Regions from separate parts of the Capra hircus genome. Here region 2 is linked to region 1. Evidence: chromatin contacts called from public Hi-C data. All regions are on one chromosome and are shown on one strand. Each heading gives the region's core, a stretch centred on a gene start, on an enhancer-like site or on the middle of the called end of the contact. The rest is flanking DNA. Distances are from core to core; before and after follow the strand shown. Region 1 has its middle 260 kb from the start of TBC1D1. Region 2 has its middle 43 kb from the start of TLR10.

Region 1 (4,657 bases), core at 889-3,388:
CAGATAGATACCAAATTTATTACTCTTATACCAAAATTCTTGGCTCATTTCTTTCAAAAGTCTACCCTCCTTGACTCTTCTATACACACACACACACAGAGGCACTTACTCCCTCTTCCCAATTTGTTTTTTTTTTTACATAGGACTTATAATGGTTGATATATATTTATTCACTTATTTATTTACTGACTCTCTTGTCTAATATGATGTAAGCTTCATCAAAGCAGAGAATTGGGGGTTTTTCCCACTGTTGAATTCTCCATACTTAGGATAGTGCTAACCACTTAATAGTTGCTCATAAAAATGAACTGAATGAATAAATAAATTGCCTAATCATTCTTTCACAGTGAAACAATAGAGGGAAAACTAGTGAAGGATTATAGAATTCCAGGACCCAGTTGATGAGAAGAAAATAAGCCTTCAAAGGCAGATAACCCAGAAAGTATTGTGTCAGGAAAACAAAGAGAAATGAGATTTCTGAAAAGCAGCGATGGTCAACAGTGTCAGTTTGTGCTGAGAAATCAAATACAACAGGACAGAAGTGTCCACTGGGTTGAGCTGTGTGATGAGCCCTGGCCACTTATGACAGTCAAAAGCCAGGCTGCTTTGAAGGGTGGATGAGGGGAGGTGGTATATTCTAACAACATATTAAAACGTTCTCCTACAAAGAAGAAGGTACAGAGATAGGGAAGCTACTGGAAGAGGGTAAGACAATGGAGGATGTTGTGTTTAAGCAGGAAAGACCTTACGTCAAAAAGCCAACAGAAGGAACCAAATTGAGAAAAAAGAAGTTGAATATGGAGAAGAGGCAAGGTTCCCAGGAGAGTCATAGGACCCAGATCAGAGGACTTGCCTAACAAAGGGCAACATCTCCTACACCTCAGACTGCGGACGAACAAAGACTGCAGGAAATCCAGCCCTGGAGAGCCGATGTGCCTCACCCATGCTCCCAGCCAGGATCCAGGGCTCCTGACACCCAGTTCAGTGCTCTGTTTTCAATAGAGTGTTTCTCTCTTGCTCAAGTTAAGGTGATCAAGGGGCAGTGCAGAGGGGAGAGGAATAGAAACCGAAGATGATGAGTAGAAAATGCCCACTGTAATAGCCTTTAGCATTGAAGACTGTTGGAGACAAGGTGCTCCTGTCCCTGTGGTGGGTGCCCCCTTAGCACAACGGCCCTCCTGTAGCCCTCACTCACTCCTCCCCAGGAGGTGGAGTGACTTCCCTGATTGGTGAGCCTGCAGGGAGAAACTGAGCCTGAGGGCCTGGCCCCTACCTAACTCTTCTTCCTTTTAGGAAATAGCAGAAAAGACATGCTCTGGATGGCTTTCCATCCCACGGGAAGCAGAGATGGAAATCTTCTCTCACCCTTACCCTATGCAGAGGCCAGCGGTGGTCCAGCTCTGCCTGTGGCCAGATGGGCAGTCCTGCCAATATTTGGCCCCGCAGATCTATTCTGCCTTCTCCCATGTCAGCTTTGTCAGTCAGAAAGATGATAGTTTGGTCTCCATCTGCCTTTCTCCTTTGTCTTTTTTTCTTCAGTGAGTTTAGCAAAAGATGAAGAAGAAGGAGGCTAATGACTCCAACAGAAATTATACTACTAATGTCGGCTTATGAAGCAATCATTATTTTCATGGTATTATTGTTGTTGCTTAGTTGCTAAGTTGTGTCCCACTATTTGCAACCCCATGGACTGCAGCATGCCAGGCTTCCCTGTCCTTCACTGTCTCCTGGAGCTTGTTCAAACTCATGTCCATTGAGTCAGTGATGCCATCCAACTATCTCATCCTTTGTCACCTCCTTCTCCCCCTTCCCTCAGTCTTTCCCAGTATCGGGGTCTTTTCCAGTGAGTCGGCTGTTCACATCAGATGGCCAAAGTTTTGGAGCTTCAGCATCAGTCCTTCCAATGAATATTCAGGGTTGATTTCCTTTAGGATTGACTGGTTTGATCATGCTGTCCAAAGGACTCTCAAGAGTCTTTTCCAGCAAAAATGATTCAAAGATAAAAAAAAAAACAAAACATAAAACACAATAGGAATATTTTCTGGTGTAATGAAAACAATGAATATGCATTCTTGTTGGAGAAGATCATACATAGTGTAGAATGAAAGCCTGATTCCTTTCATGAATGTGGAAAACCCCAAGGACCTGCTTTCTTAATTCAGTTGGATCAGAGAAATCATGGCTGATAACTTTTCAACTCTGTCCAGGGTTCCACTATTTTCCATCTGGAAACAGCCATGGCCACATCCACAATTTCAAAATTGGGAAAATGACCCAGATTCATCACTGCATTTGAAGAAGCCGCAGAGCAATAACCATGTTACGAGGGCCAGAGAGAAATCTGCCAACGTACATTCTTTGCTGATGAGAAAAATGCATCAGCGACTGTAAAACTCGATGTTGGCACCATATTTAGCCATGGATCCAACCTTCAACTCCCTTCTCTCCAGCTTTTCCAGTGCCAAACACTTGATCCTAATCATCATTTCAGAAACAGTCACTCTCACCTTCTCCAATGACTTCAGTCTCCATATTTCAAATTGAAAAATACTGACCTTGACTGTACAACATCTCTCTGCTGCTCCTAAATGGCTATTTGGAAATTTACCAAATAATCTTAAGCCTATCAGTGAAGACAAAGATTATCAGTGAAATCCCTCTTGCAATTTTGTTTGCAAACTATCTTAAGAAACGAAGGAGCTGGGAATTGCTCAAAGACTTTATGGCACATTGGAATACATGGGGGTCAGAAGTCCAGGGTGGAAAAATAGAAGAAACCCTGCAAAACTCAGAGCAGGCCTGTGTAGTCCTATACCACCCAGGTCCCATGAAGGATGGTTCCCCCAACCTCGCAGCCATTGCTCAAAGTTCCCAGAGAATCTGGCCCCCTCAGTTTCCAAGCAGCCAACAATCTTCCACCACCACATACTTGAAAAAAACAGTCCATGGCAGGAGAGTCCCTAGAAGGAAGAAGGAGTGCTATTAGAACGGTGGGATTGGAACTTCCCTGGTGGTCCCGTGGCTAAGACTCCTTGATGTCAATGCAGAGGGCCTGGGTTTGATCCTACATGCCACAATGAAGATAAAAGATTCCAGGTACTGCAACTGAGACTCAGTGCAGCCAAATAAATAAATATTTTTAAAATGGTGGGATTGGGTGTCAGGGGTTGGCAGGGGGTGGTGCACCAATCTGGGGAAGTGCCCCCCATACTTGGGCCCCGATGGGGAATCCTATAGCAATTGAGTGGCTTAATTTATTACTAAACCAAAGTGGAATCCACTTGTCTATGCACCGTAAAGCCAGTCTACTGACACCAGGTTGTGGTGAAGGAAAGCGCAACTTTTGTTATAGGAGACCAAGCAAGGAATTCAGGACAGCTAGTGCTGAAAACACCCAACTCCCCAGTGGGTTTCAGCCAAGCATTTTTTAAAGGCCAGCCGAGGGAGGAGAGACCCAGGGTATGCAGTCAGCTCGTGCACAGTTCTGACTGGTTGATGGTATGGTAATGAAGCAGTGTCACAGGGATTAACGTTGTCACTTCTTAGGCACTTGTAGGCTTGGGGTCCATGTGCTTACGTTCGATTATCAAGTAGGTCAGTTCAGTTCAGTCACTCAGTCATGTCCAACTGTTTGCAGCCCCATGGACTGCAGCATGCCAGGCTTCCCTGTCCATCACCAACTCCCAGAGCTTGGTTAAACTCATGTCCATTGAGTTGGTGATGCCATCCCACCATCTCATCTTGCAGCTGATTTTCACATCTGTAAAACAATGCAGGAAATACGCATCAAATACTATTATCTAGCTTCTTCAGAGAGGAGCTACAGCAGAGGATGTGGGGGAGGGGTTTGTTCCGGGAAGGCCCATTAGGGTCCTGCCAGGTTACAGATTCATTCAAGGTTGTTTGTTGGTGGTGATCCTGGAGCTCCCATAGATTCAAAGATTGTTCACTACGTAACGACTGGGCCTAAGTGGGTGAGGACGCATTGTTGAACTAAACAGACAGCCACTGCTTTTATGCTGCTCACAGCCTCCTTAAATCATCCACCTTGACTGACAAACAACTGAACCCATCCTTGTCATGATGAGCCCACAGCTACTATATAACAGTCCTATCCAACCTCAGCCCTGGTCTCATGGAAAGTCAAGGCGAGAAGGACACCATTGGTACAGGCTTGGAACACTGAGGACTGAGATCTTGGAGTTCAATTATTCTGCAAATTAGAAGTGAGCTACATGTACAAGGAGCGGGAAAATGTGGTAAAGTCACAGACCGCCAGTTGGTGACCTGGCAGGGTGAGAAGACAACAACCCAGCCTGCTGGAAACTTTGTACTGAATTTCTGATATTGGCATATGGTAGTTCAAATACATAAACATTCTCATTTCAGCAGATTCACTTGTGAGAATAATAATTCTCTTTTCAGAGAAATAGCTGAGCTATGTGTGTGCATGTCTGTATGTAGATGTGCTAACTAGCAAGCAAGAAGAGTTCACTTTTTCCTTCTTTTTCATCTAGATATCAACAATGGTTAATGTCAAGGAAGAATTACAAGCCCCAGGGGCTTCTGCATCTAATTCTCTAAATTATTTATCTGCACAGTCTTGGGGAAATTACTTCTCTGAGGTTTGTTCTCTGAGGTCTGATGGGATTTTCCT
Region 2 (4,657 bases), core at 885-3,384, 530 kb before region 1:
CGTGTGGGTTGTCCCAGAGCATTGGCTTTGAGTGCCCCGCTTCATACATCGAATTTGCACTGATCACCTATTTTACATATGGTAATATACATGTTCCAACGCTGTTCTCGCAAATCATCCCACCTTCCCCTTCTCCCACATAGTCCAAAAGTCTGTTCTTTTACATCTGTGTCTCTATTGCTGTCTTGCATATAGGGCTGTTGTTACTGTCTTTCTAAATCCCATATATATGCTTTAATATACTATATTGGTGTTTCTCTCTCTGACTTACTTCAATCTGCATTATAGGCTCCAGTTTCATCCATTTCATTAGAACTGACTCAAATGCATTCTTTTCTATAGCTGAGTAATATTCCATTGTGTATATGTATCACAACTTCCTTATCCTTTCATCTGGGAGGCGGAGTCTTTACCACTGAGCCACCAACAGCCCTGTGTGTGTGTTTAGTCACTCAGTTGTGTCTGACTCTTTGCGACCCTATGGACTATAGCCCACCAGTCTCCTCTGTCCATGGGACTCTCCAGGTAAGAATACTAGAGTGGGTTGCCATTTTCTCCTCCAGGGGCATGGATAACCACAAACCCAGTAAACCTGCAGAAACCCCAAGCAGATAAGCCACAAAGACACTTGAGGCAGGGTTTTTTCTTACCACACTCAGCCCCAGCTCTCAGGGTGGCCTTGATCACGTGAGTCCTACCCCACTACTTTAGACTGTTAAGGTGAGGGACCATGCTGTGCAGGCTGCCTCGCCCTTGTGAAACTTGTGCCCAGGTGTTTTCTCTCTAGTGACCTTTGTCACATCCTTTGCAAGAAATTAGCTCCAAGGAACAACTACAGAAAACCAAACTTCAACCTGCACCATAAACAGAAATACCAGGAGATCAGATTTGGCAGAAGTTGTATGTTGGGGAAATAACTCTGAGAGGTCTATCCCCAAGCCAGATGCCCCCTCCACCCTCAAAATAATCTGCAGCAAAGATCAGGTGAGGGGCCTCACCTTAACTGGTGGCTTCTCATCTAGGGACAGCAACAGAGTTGGTGGCCCTGGGATGCATGTTTCTCCAACATCCAACACATTTCCCAGCTGCCCCTGAGGAGCCCTCGCAGGTTTCACGGGGACCTTCAACAGCCCCTCCAAGTCATCCTTTTCTGTGTATATCTTTGTATTAGAATTCCGATTCAAATTGAATGAGGAGGGGAAACACAGAGAGAAATCCCCGAGGCCAGCCTCCAGGGAGGTGACTGTCTAACCCAGGAGATTGCCTGGGTTCAGATTCTAGCATCTGCCTCATAGAGGCTGAGAAACCCTGGGGCAGTTTATTTACCCTTTATCTGCACCATGGTTTTCTCATTTGTGAAATGAAGATAATAAATCCACCTCCTAGGGTCATTGAGCACCTCCAGTGAGTTAAGGCAGGTAAAGATTAAACACAGTGCTTGGCGCCCAGGAAGCCCTCCATCAATCAGTCTGAGCTGCTGTAATGAAACCTAGTCATGCAGACAGCTCCGGGCAAGAAAGGGTCTTGCACTCATCCACAACTGCACATTTCACTGGGACCAGGGCAGTTTTTTCTGCTCTGAGTGACACTGGGAGACTGCCTGCCTTTCCCTCAGAACTTAACGCCCCCTCACCTCCTCCAGGCTGCAAACCCCTTCCTTCAAGTTAACTAGAGGCCACGCGGAAGTTTTCTCTCCTGAAATCAGTTCCTGAGCATTTGCTCTCATGACTAACTGGCTGGGAGCGGAGGTCAGTTGAAGTTCAAGAGGGCCTCTGTTCTGACTTTTACTGCTTATTGATTTGTGGCATTTATAAGCCTGAGCCCTGGGCCTCCAGGGCCAAGACCGCAGGCACAACAATGCCACCCTTCTCCGGTGGCCCTGTTTACCTTCCGGGAGCAGACAGGGTGTGGCCAGAACTTCTGGGGTGGTGAGAGCATAGCACAGGGTGTGGTGAGGATGCAGGGTGTGGCTGCCCAGGACAGGCCCTGGGGAAGGCAACCGGGCAAACCAGCCAGGGCAGCCCAGGTCTGAGTGTGGAGGCCCTGGGGTTACTGCTCTGCTGTGGAGCAATTGTGGGGACGCGCGTTCTCTGCTCCTCAAACATGACGACTGCAATAATAATACCTGTGCAGGTTGTTCAGTCGTGTCCTACTCCTTGTGACCCCATGGACTGTAGCCTGCCAGGCTCCTCGGTCTGCGGAATTCTCCAGGCAAGAATACTGGAGTGGGTAGCCATTCCCTTCACCAGGGGATCTTCTTGACCTACTGATCGAACCCGGGTCTCCTGCATTAAAGGTAGATTCTTTACCGTGTGAGCCATCGGGAAAGCAATAATAATGGCATCCCTTTTCTGAGTACTTCTAGCCACATGTGGCACCTGTAGCTCTCCCTTAATTAAGATTATGGGCTGTGTATGCCTCACAGAATCACTACCACTAGCTGAATGACCCTGGGGACTTGACTTACCTTTTTCTTCCACAGCGTCCTCACCTGTATGGTGGGGGGGTGGGCGTGGTTAAAGGCACTTTCCTTGAGGGTAGAGCAGGAGGTGCCCAGTTGGCATCACAGCCAAGGTGCTGGAGCCTAGTGGTCCCGGGAAGGGGCAGGTGGAATTAGATCACATGATATCGGAGGAAAGGGATTTATCTTGGTGATTTAGGATGCTGGTTCTATGTAGGAATGCAAAGTTTAGAATCCTGGAAAGAATTGACAGAGAAGGATTTAAAATAAGATTTGATATGAAAGTGCTAACCTTGATCTTGAAATAAAACAACTGGCAATGGCAGACCCTGAGTAGAGTCCTGAGCATAGAAAAACAGTATCTGACTCACGGAGATCAGTGTGAACAAAGTTGAGATCAACTACAGAAAACATTTTATGGACCATAGAAGGCTTTCAACCAAGTAAATAAAGTATGTGGGGGAAAAAAAAGCACCTTCCTTTTCAGATTGTATGAGGATCAAGTGGAAAGCCCTAGAACAGCCTCTGGCCCCAGGTAATGTTGAGCAAGCACCAGTAATCGCTAATGTAGATTTCACATGTGTGATTTCATGCCATCTCATGGCAATCCTGTGAAGTAGTGCCTTTACTGAGGAGTGGCTCAGGGCATGCAAAAAGAAGCAAGCAAAACTGGGATTTGATTCTGGGATTATCTGACTCTGAATCCCAAACTCTGGGTCCAAATTGTTGTGTCTCAGTGCTTTTTGTTTACCAACTCCACGTGAAGAGATACTGGTTGAATGCCTTACTATGAGCCAAGGTGTTGTGACCTTTTTTAATCCACTGAAAGTTCCAATAACTCAATTTATAACCACACACAGAGCTCATCCAGCTGGGGACTGTGCTGGGTCCTGGATCTATCTCTGTGAGCAGAACCTTGGTCTTGCCCGCAAAGAGCTCACAGGCCAATCTGCAAACAAAGAAGAGCCCCTACGTTGGCACATTTACACGTCTAATGACTCTTTCTGCTTGCAACTCCATCTGGACAATTTCTTTTTTATTTTTAAATATTTTTTTGACTGTGTTGAGTCTTCCTTTCTCTGCTTGGACTTTTCTCTAGTTGTGGCTATTAGGGGCTACTGGACTTCCATGGTGGCTCAGATGATAAAGCGTCTGCCTACAATGCAGGAGACCTGGGTTCAATCCCTGGGTTGGGATGAACTCTGGAGACGGTAATGGCAACCCATGCCAGTTTTCTTGCCTGGAAAATCCCATGGATGGAAGAACCTGGTAGGCTGCAGTCCATGGGGTTGCGAAGAGTCAGACACTGAGCAGCTTCACTTCTCCAGTTGCAGTTCAAGGGCTTCTCATTGTGGTGGCTCCTCTTGTTGTGAAGCATAAGCCCTGCAGCTTGCAGGCTTCAGTAGTTGCAGCACGTGGGCTCAGAAGTTGCAGCTCCCAGATTCTAGAGCACAGGCTCGATAATTGTGGCGCAGGGGCCACAGGTGCGGAGGTAGCATGTGGATCTCCACATGTGAGATCTTCCCAGACCAGGGATGGAGCCCGTGTCTCCTGCACTGGCACGTAAATTCTTTACATTGAGCCACCAAGGAAGCCCCGGACGATTTCTTGAGCTCCCTTAATCTCTTTGGAGGGCCTTAACTAAACCATTAACCCGTACTTTGCATGAAATTCCCATTTCTAGGTTGAGGTTTTAAATGGACTGTTAAATAGGAAATGGAAGGAAATTAGAAGAGATATTGGTCACCTATTCCTCAGTCTTCAGTTTATCCTTGAAAGACTAGGAAGATTTGATAAGGTCTTGAGCAAAGGAAAGACCACTGTAGGGTACACATACCTCTGGACACGAGTCTTCTCTAAGTTGTGGGCTTGCTTCCAGATCGTGGAAACGAGGTCAGGAAATGTCACTCACTGAGAAATTAGGTAGAAAGTCATTGATGAGATGGAGTATCTGCAAGTGTTCCCCACTCCACAAGATGTGCTGCAGGGGGAGACTTGAAACACCAAGATCAAACCCTTGCCTTTATGAAACAGATATTTACGGAATACTCTACAGGCACTATGTGAAACAGTGGGGATTTAAGGATGAAGCAAACCCCCAACCCTGCACCCTAGGTGCCGTAGAGTGCTACCTGGAACTGGATGTAAACAAGAAAGGTATAACCTAATCAACTGAATTAATCTGAGTGGTTAAAG

Evidence for each region. A called contact is a pair of places that touch in the nucleus more often than the background predicts.
Region 2: a Hi-C map of blood shows a contact between it and region 1, with 5 times the contacts expected there. The contact joins two enhancer-like sites. A contact is called at or near these places in 3 of 5 Hi-C or Micro-C datasets (all in blood).

Annotation. Positions count from the first base shown.
Region 1 is chr6:58,026,957-58,031,613 of ARS1.2, reverse strand. No RefSeq gene overlaps it. Among named protein-coding and RNA genes, the nearest start is that of TBC1D1, 260 kb to the right of the region's middle. Within about 2 kb of position 2,138, at least 1 of the 5 cell types and tissues checked has an H3K27ac peak or open chromatin away from gene starts, as enhancers often do.
Region 2 is chr6:58,556,903-58,561,559 of ARS1.2, reverse strand. No RefSeq gene overlaps it. Among named protein-coding and RNA genes, the nearest start is that of TLR10, 43 kb to the left of the region's middle. Within about 2 kb of position 2,134, at least 3 of the 5 cell types and tissues checked have an H3K27ac peak or open chromatin away from gene starts, as enhancers often do.